Regions from separate parts of the Gossypium arboreum genome. Here region 2 is linked to region 1. Evidence: chromatin contacts called from public Hi-C data. All regions are on one chromosome and are shown on one strand. Each heading gives the region's core, a stretch centred on a gene start, on an enhancer-like site or on the middle of the called end of the contact. The rest is flanking DNA. Distances are from core to core; before and after follow the strand shown. Region 1 holds the start of LOC108487378 (phosphate transporter PHO1). Region 2 holds the start of LOC108487543 (50S ribosomal protein L28, chloroplastic-like).

Region 1 (4,110 bases), core at 444-2,943:
ATTTTTCAACCATATGAAATAAGTGTATTTTACATTAAAGAAGAGGAATAAATCTTTAAAATTTAAGCTCACACTTAAGCGTTTTTAAGTAGTTTCTTTTAACATTCAACTACATAAATACACCCGTAATAATATTTTCCTTTAAAAATTAAAATTAAATTAATATCTAATTAGCTCATAATATTAATTCAATAAAAGATCAAATTTGATGATATGTCTATATACGGTAGAATTGGCTCTTGACAAGATTTTCAAACCCCATTAAAAGACCTTAATTAAATGGAAAAAAACCTTAAATTCAATCTAATTGATATAATTATTTTTAAGAGATAAAAAGTATAAAATGGAATCTCATCATAGTAATTTATTTTCCTTTTATCATCCAATAATAACAACGTTGCTAAAGTATCAATGTGGAATTGTGAAATTTGACCAAATCTAAAAAACAATCCATTATTAAATTATTGATGCACCAATGTAAAACTTTCCCTTTTTTTTTTTTTTCTTTTTTCTTATTTATTTTGTGTGTTTGGTGCCAAAAGTTTGCTGTACTTTTTAATCCAAAAAGCAAAATTTCCCAGTAAAGTTTGAGTGGATTTTTATAACTCCAATTTTCACACATTATCACATTATTTACCTTTACTGTATTACTCCATAAAAACAGCAAAACTAGCCAATCAAAACACAATTTTAACTTTAATTACCTTTTTTCAACTTTTTTCCTTTCGCCTTTGAATTTCGTAATGCAAATAGTATGTAAGAGATTAAAAAGTAACTAATTTCCAATAAGGTCTAATAATGCCCAGTCGCTCTACTCTTTAGTCATTTTACTTTTAATTTCATAAATCTAGTCATTTTTCTTTGTCTAATTTAAAAATTAAGATAGCACTTTGATATGGTTTTCTAGAATATGATTCAATATAATTGATACACATAAGAAAATACAGATCGAATTTCCAAGAAATTTACATTGATACATTTTATTCACTATACACTCTACTAGAAATGTGGGGTAAATTCAAAATTACGTCATCAAATAAAATATAAAATATTATTAATTTAAAAATGATATTTATTATTAATAAAAAGTATTTTATTATTAATAACCTTGTAAGTTAATCTATTTATTTTAAATAAAATAGTTTAATAAAATTATCTTAAAATAAATATTTAATATGTATGTACATTAGAATATATTTTAAAATTTATTTTGATAGTATTTAAAATATATTTAAAATTAAATAATTTTTATGATTTTGTGTTGAAAAGTATTCCACATAAATAAATAAATAAGAAAAGGGAAATTTTGTCTCATAAATAAGTTTTAACTTATCAACTATACGAGAAAGTTACATTCCCACCATTATTCAACGAAATAATATCTTTAGAGTCGAAGGGAAGTAACTCGCAATCATCTGCAAAGAAAAGCTATATTCTAAGGAAATTTAATATATGTGGAATCACTTTTCCACTAGTTAAATTTTAAAGAAATTGATCACTTTCCATCGTACCAAAAGCTCTCTAAAATCTAGATAATATTATTAATTGACTTTTGTTAAATTTGTATGGAGTTATTAAATGGGCTTAATTTTTAAATAAGACAAAATTTCCTTAGGGGCTAAATTTCAAAAGTGAGAAGAATAGAGGGAGTAAGAACATATAAAAACCTTTCCAATAAGAACAAGCTAACTCTCCACTTTCTCCACACGTTTCTATCTCTTCTCTTGTATGTCTCTCTCTTTTTCTCTATATATAAACCTCACTAATCCCCTCTCAAACCCCTCCATGCCCTCTTTCTCTCTTTCTCTCTCCTTTTTCTTTCTCATTTTCCCACTTTGTCATCTCCCACCAACATTTCTTTTTTCTCTCCACCAACAATAACAAAATAGAAGAACACCAACACAACAACAATGGTGAAGTTCTCAAAGGAGCTTGAAGCTCAATTAATCCCTGAATGGAAAGAAGCCTTCGTTAACTATTGGCAACTCAAGAAACATGTAAAGAAGATCAAGCTGTCTAGGACTAACAAACAAATTGCCTCAGTCGAGTTTACCCATGATTTTGGTCGCTCAATCCTCGACCCTATTCGTTTCATCGCCTTGAAAGTAGCATCAACGACCAAGCACTTCTTCACCTCCTCCAACAACAATACTGATGAGATCATTCAGGTATAAATCATTAATAAGAATCACAACAGGAAAATTGGGTTCTGCTCCTTTTTTGCATTTCTTCATTGATTTCCACATAAAGTTGTGGAAAATTGAACTTCTCTTATATTTTTCTTCTTCTTTCCCTTCCCTATTGTTTTTCTGCAGATATTGTTTCGCCTACGTACACTAATACTATTTCCCTTCCCCCCTCACAAACCGATTTTCTCACCGTTTGATCAATGGGTCCCATATATCAAAGCTTCGTGACGAATCTCTATATTTTGTGAATAAATTAAAATTCAAGATTAATATCAACTCAACTATTACACTTTATAGTTAAGTTATATGGTTAGTGGAATTATTACATCTTTTTTGTCGTTTATATTTATTCACTTTCATTTGCTTGCAAAATATTTAAAAAAATTCATAATTGGAAACACTTCCTTTCTCTACATTCTTGGATATATTTAGTATAATGTTGGATGGAATCTTGAAGATCAATATAATGGGGGGTTGTCTTCTTTATTTGTGATCATAATTTAGGCTACTTTATTTGCAAACTTCCTTGAGAGATTTCTGATTTTGTCACGAAAGCAAATAAGCAACGGTTTCAAGTTATAATATCACGAAACTAACGTGAATATAGAGACGAAGGAAAACAACCGCTTATACCCAAAAAACCAGTGAAAAGGACATCAAAGCATGAGCCTTCCATATATATACCAGTGCTTTTCATTATATACTTTTTTCATGTTATAGGTAAGGAGTAAAAGCATGGATTCAGATGAAGAAGTACTCTATCAAACTGAACTCCTTCAATTGTTTTCTGAAGAAGATGAGGTACGTTTAATTATACCCCGTCCCTGTACTTTTCACACTTTCAAAGTTTAATCCCTCTAATTGATAACTTTGGTTGTCGGCTTTTGATAAATTTGAATATTGGGTATTTAATTGTTTAGTCCCCATAGTAGGAGATAGATTGTATTTTACCGCTTCTACTAAAAAAATGGACAATTAATCTTTGAATGTTAGACCAAAGAGTAATTTGGTCCTTCTGTTTAAATTTTTTTCATTTTTACTGTTAAAAGTTAATCTTTGTATGTCAGCATAAAGTATAAATGGCCTGTTATGTGTTACTATCTGATTATTCTGTCAGCCATACTAGTTTTTAACAATGTAAATAGATGAAATTTTTAATTGAAATGATCAATATGCTATTTGATTTAAAATATAGGAACTGATTTGCCTATTTTTTTTTTAAAGTAAAAAGAGGCAAAATATTTTTACCATCAAATGTTTGATTTAAAAAATTAAAATCCATTTCATAACACATATCCGATAGTATTATAATTAGAGGGACTAAATATTAAAAGTATGAAGAGTATAGGGACTGTAGACGAATTAGACCTATGTATATATAAAATCATCTTTGCAAATAAAAGCTCAAAAGGATTCGATAATTGGCAGGTGAGGTTGTTTTTCGAGAGATTAGATGAAGAGTTGAACAAAGTGAACCAGTTTTACAAGACGAAAGAGAGTGAATTCTTGGAGAGAGGGGAGATTCTGAACAAGCAACTTCAAATACTGTTAGACCTTAAACAGATCGTCGGCGACCGCCAACGCCGGCGGAAGTCCAATGCAGGGGGTCTTCTGCATCGTTCATCCGCCTCGTTTTCTTCTACCAACTCCAATTCTTTCTCAGGTGCCGATCATTTTTCTTCTTTAATAATCTCAAAATATTATGAAAATAAGATTCTAATTTGAGACAATTGCGCGTATAGTGTTCGATTTTGTGAGTTCAAGCTTAGCTAGACGGGTCATACGATGATTTTCAATTTGCTTGGGGAAAGTTGGTCTGACGTGGCATTAGAAAGTCAATTTTTTTTTTATTACTAAAGTCAATTTCATATGTCAATCGTTTGGTTATATGATTATTTGGTACTTTTAATATATATATATA
Region 2 (4,110 bases), core at 759-3,258, 180 kb before region 1:
ATGTTCTACTTGTCAATGGGTGCTGATCTAGTGTACTAGTCATTGAATTGTCACTTGGAGCTCATTAGCTGAACTTTAAAAAAAAACCTTAGTAGCCCAATGGTTTAAATAAAAATTTCGAATAATTTAGTGATTTAAATGAAAACTTTTGAATAGTTCAATAATTATTTTGTAACTTTTTAGAGTTAAGTGATCAAGATGTAAACTTACCTTAGGTTACAATTACCAATAATTTAAATTGATAATTTTAAAGTCCTATCTTGATACAATAGAATCTCAAATTCACAAACTCACATATGCATCCATTTAAACTACCACACATGTACGACCTGTGGATCAATTCCATGACCATAAGATGTGGTGAACATCCTTAGGGACGAATCTAGGATTTTACTTCAAGGGAGTGAAATTTCTAAATCCGAATGAATTTTTTTTTAACGCAAAAAAAGTGTCAATTCTTCTCAGATATTTTTGTTTCTTATCAAACAATCAATTTAATGTTTTTTAAAAGCAAGGACGATTTAATGGAAAAAAATTGAAAGAAAAAATCACACTATATAAAATTAAATATTTCTTTCCAATACGCAAAAAAGAATAACTAATACTATACTAAACATATCACAAACATCATTATAATTCCAAAATCAAATTAAAAAAACTTGGCCTTAGTCCTATTTCTCAATACTAGGCATCCTAAATTGCACCCTCTGTTTTATATAACATTGAACTCATCAATGATAGAATCTGTTGAAAATTCTTAAGCTATCTCTTTTTCGATTTATGCCACCAAGTAAGTTGAAAGAAATTCATCCTCCATTCTGTTACGAAGCATTGTCTTCACAATTTTCATGACTGAAAACATTCGTTCGGTTGTTGTAGTAGACATGGGAAGAGTTAGCACAAGACAAATAATTCTATCAAGAATAGGATAAATATTTGACTTATTTGTTTTAGCTAGCACTTGACACAACTTAACAACTATAGAAGCTTTCTACAACTTTGTACTTTGATGAGCATCAAATTGAAAATGCTCCAATTGAATCTTCATGTGTTGAATCTTCATGTGTAGCTTTCCTTGCTTCGTAAAATCATTTGGATAAAAATCATTCATAAGTTTGTAGATATCTTCCACCTGAAAAGTTTTGTAATTATTGAGTTGATCCAAAGCAGAGCTAAGAACAAGTAACTCCGCTACCTCATCATTAAAGCGAGAATTCATTTCTATTAACAATGAAACAATACCAACAATGAATATATCAAATCGATAGTGATGCTCAATTGTGAAGTTATCTCTTTGGATGTGAGACCGACCTCGACCAACTTTGTACGGAGCACTTAAACTGGGGACTTCTATCTCATGTTCTTTAGAAAATAACTTCACTTTCTCAAACAAAGGATCTCACTCATGTTTTCTGGATTTTTGGAGAAGTGTTTAAGTTGATGACATCAGCTGCACCGCATTTAGTATATCCTACGATTTATACTGTAATGCTTGATAGAAATCATCACTGATATCAAGCATCTCAATTATGAAATGCAAGATGAAAACAAATTCAACAGATGTCATTGCATCATTTATTCCATCAGCTTCACCCATTTGAGTAAGGTTGTTGGATTTGATGATATCTTGTAATACAACACAGACATAATCGAATATCCTCATCAAGCTATTGAGAGAAGCTAAATGAGATCCCCATTGGGTATCACTTGGACGTTGTAGAATACCTACTTGATTTTTGCGTCAAATAAATTAATTTTAGAATTTAACTTTAAAGTCCATATTGGACCTCTAAATTTAGTTTTCAAGGTACATCATACATTAATATTTGACTATTATTATTTAAGATATATAATTAAAACTGAAAATACTTTATCTATATAAAATATAACTATATGACTTAAGGGACAAATTATATAAAATACAATTTAACCAAGGGGTCAATTGTTATATAATATACACACTAAATCTAAAATATATGATAATTTATATATAAAATCTACAAATCTAAAAATTCTAAAGACGGCTGCCTCCCGCGCCCCAAAATCCGGCCGCGCCTCAAAATCCAAACCTGATCATCCTTGACCAATATACCAAATGCTAGGTTGAAAACTCTTAAAAATTTAAAATTAAATTCTCATTAAAATCATTATTCCTTTTAAAAAATAAAATCATTATCCTAGCCAGTATCCACGCATTGTCTCCTTCCTTCACAAAAGAAAAAAGCGGTCAGACAAAGAGAGAAACGGGTAGACAGAGAGAGCAACAATGGCAACGTTGGCCACTTTGGGAACTACTTCACTCCTTCGGTTTCAGAAAGCAGACCCCCTAACGGCAAGCCCATCTCCACATCTTCTGGGTTCTCTCTCTTCTCAACTCAGTGGCATCAAACTCTCCTGCAACCTCCCTGACGTGGCACCTCTCAAATCCATATCCTCACCTTTCACTCCTTCTCTCCAGCCTGTTGCTCGTAAATCCTTCCTCTCTTTTCCATCTTACTCTTAATATTTTTATTTCACATTTCAGTTTTTACAATTAAGTTCCCGGGTTGCTTTCAATTTTGCTCCTTTCTAAATGTTTCTTTTTCAATTATGTAAAATTTCATTATGGTATTGAAAAGAAACAATGTTGTAATGCAAGTGGGTGATTTTAGAAGACTTTTAGTGAAAAATTCAAATAATATATCTGGGTTTGTATACTTGAATGCAAATTTTAAATGAAAATGTCAAATTCCTCTGTTTAAGTTGCATTTTGGAAAATATTTAGAAGACATAAATGCCAAGCTAGAATCCTTGAATTGTCTGCATTTGAATATATGTATATATATTCTCATTTTATTGGCAACCTCCTTGCGTTACATAGCATGCTAATTCTAAGCTTGAACTAGATAAATTAGAGTTTATGAAAGTGAAATGAAACGTGATGTCTAGTTCTGTTGGTATGAGTGATGAGTTATGTTAGCCAGACTCTTCATTTTCTCTAAAGCGCCTCTGTCCTACACCTGTATGTGAAGCGTATTTGGACATGAGTAAAGGACATAAGTTGAATATACTCGAACATATATTTGTATATGGCAATCTTCATTAGGCCTAGATAGCACTAGTGATTAGGATGTCACTATTTTGAAAGAATGGAACGAACATTTGTTGATTTAAATTAGAGCCAATGAATAGTTAACAGTTATTCATATGTTGATTGATCATTTTCAGGCAGAGTATGCCCTTTCACTGGAAAGAAGGCAAACAAAGCTAACAAAGTATCCTTCTCGAACCACAAGACAAAGAAATTGCAGTTTGTCAATCTCCAATACAAGAAGGTTTGGTGGGAAGCTGGTAAACGCTATGTAAAACTGCGCTTGTCGACCAAGGCGTTGAAGACCATAGAGAAGAACGGACTGGATGCTGTTGCTAAGAAAGCTGGAATTGATCTTTGCAAGGAATGATAAGGTAACCTAATTTTTAAATTCAGGTTGTAGTTCGAAAACTATATTCGAAGAAAACAAAATCCTCGTTAAGCCTTTCGCTAATTCCAAGTCTTTTTCCCTTTATTTTGATTTCTTCTTCTTTAATGCAACTCCTTTTGGTTTAAATGAGAATATCATGATTCTGATTATTGCTCTTTAGTTGTTGGAGGATGAGGCATAAATTACAGATGTAGGCATACCTAAGATTAGAAGGTTTGCTTGGTTAAAGATTGAGATTTAAGATAACTGCATGTAACCAACAATTTTTTAGTGGTGCCGAACTCTACCACCCTCACCACCTCCTTAACAAATCCGATGATCCTAAGTTGAGTTTGCCTCTAGTGATTGAACCTGAAAAAAACAAAGCATGGAGAAGAGAAGTTAGATAAGAGTGGAAGGAAACCGAGTAAGAAGAGAGGCATGACCGTAAAGAAACAGGATAAAAAGATTGTAAACCGCTCAATCTCGGGTAGGGGTTGTAGAAATCCGAGAAGAATGATTGAGGAAGATGTGAAAGCTAACTAGGAATTAGGGAAGTTGTTAGGAATTTGGCATCCTCATTGTTTTTCATATTACTCACCATATTTCTAACAATCACATTAACTATCAACACATTTAATTGGTAAATGATTAACTCTTATTATCAAAT

What was found. Hi-C and Micro-C count contacts between places; a contact is called where the count stands out from the background.
Region 2: a Hi-C map of leaf shows a contact between it and region 1, with 2.3 times the contacts expected there. The contact joins the promoter of LOC108487543 here to the promoter of LOC108487378 in region 1. A contact is called at or near these places in 2 of 5 Hi-C or Micro-C datasets (both in leaf).

Annotation. Positions count from the first base shown.
Region 1 is chr10:95,917,184-95,921,293 of ASM2569848v2, reverse strand. LOC108487378 (phosphate transporter PHO1) reads left to right here and starts at 1,693. Exons shown (of 15, transcript XM_017791706.2): 1 at 1,693-2,168; 2 at 2,910-2,990; 3 at 3,618-3,852. The coding sequence starts at 1,911.
Region 2 is chr10:96,097,071-96,101,180 of ASM2569848v2, reverse strand. LOC108487543 (50S ribosomal protein L28, chloroplastic-like) reads left to right here and starts at 2,008. Exons shown (of 2, transcript XM_017791914.2): 1 at 2,008-2,468; 2 at 3,208-3,610. The coding sequence starts at 2,267. The coding sequence ends at 3,440.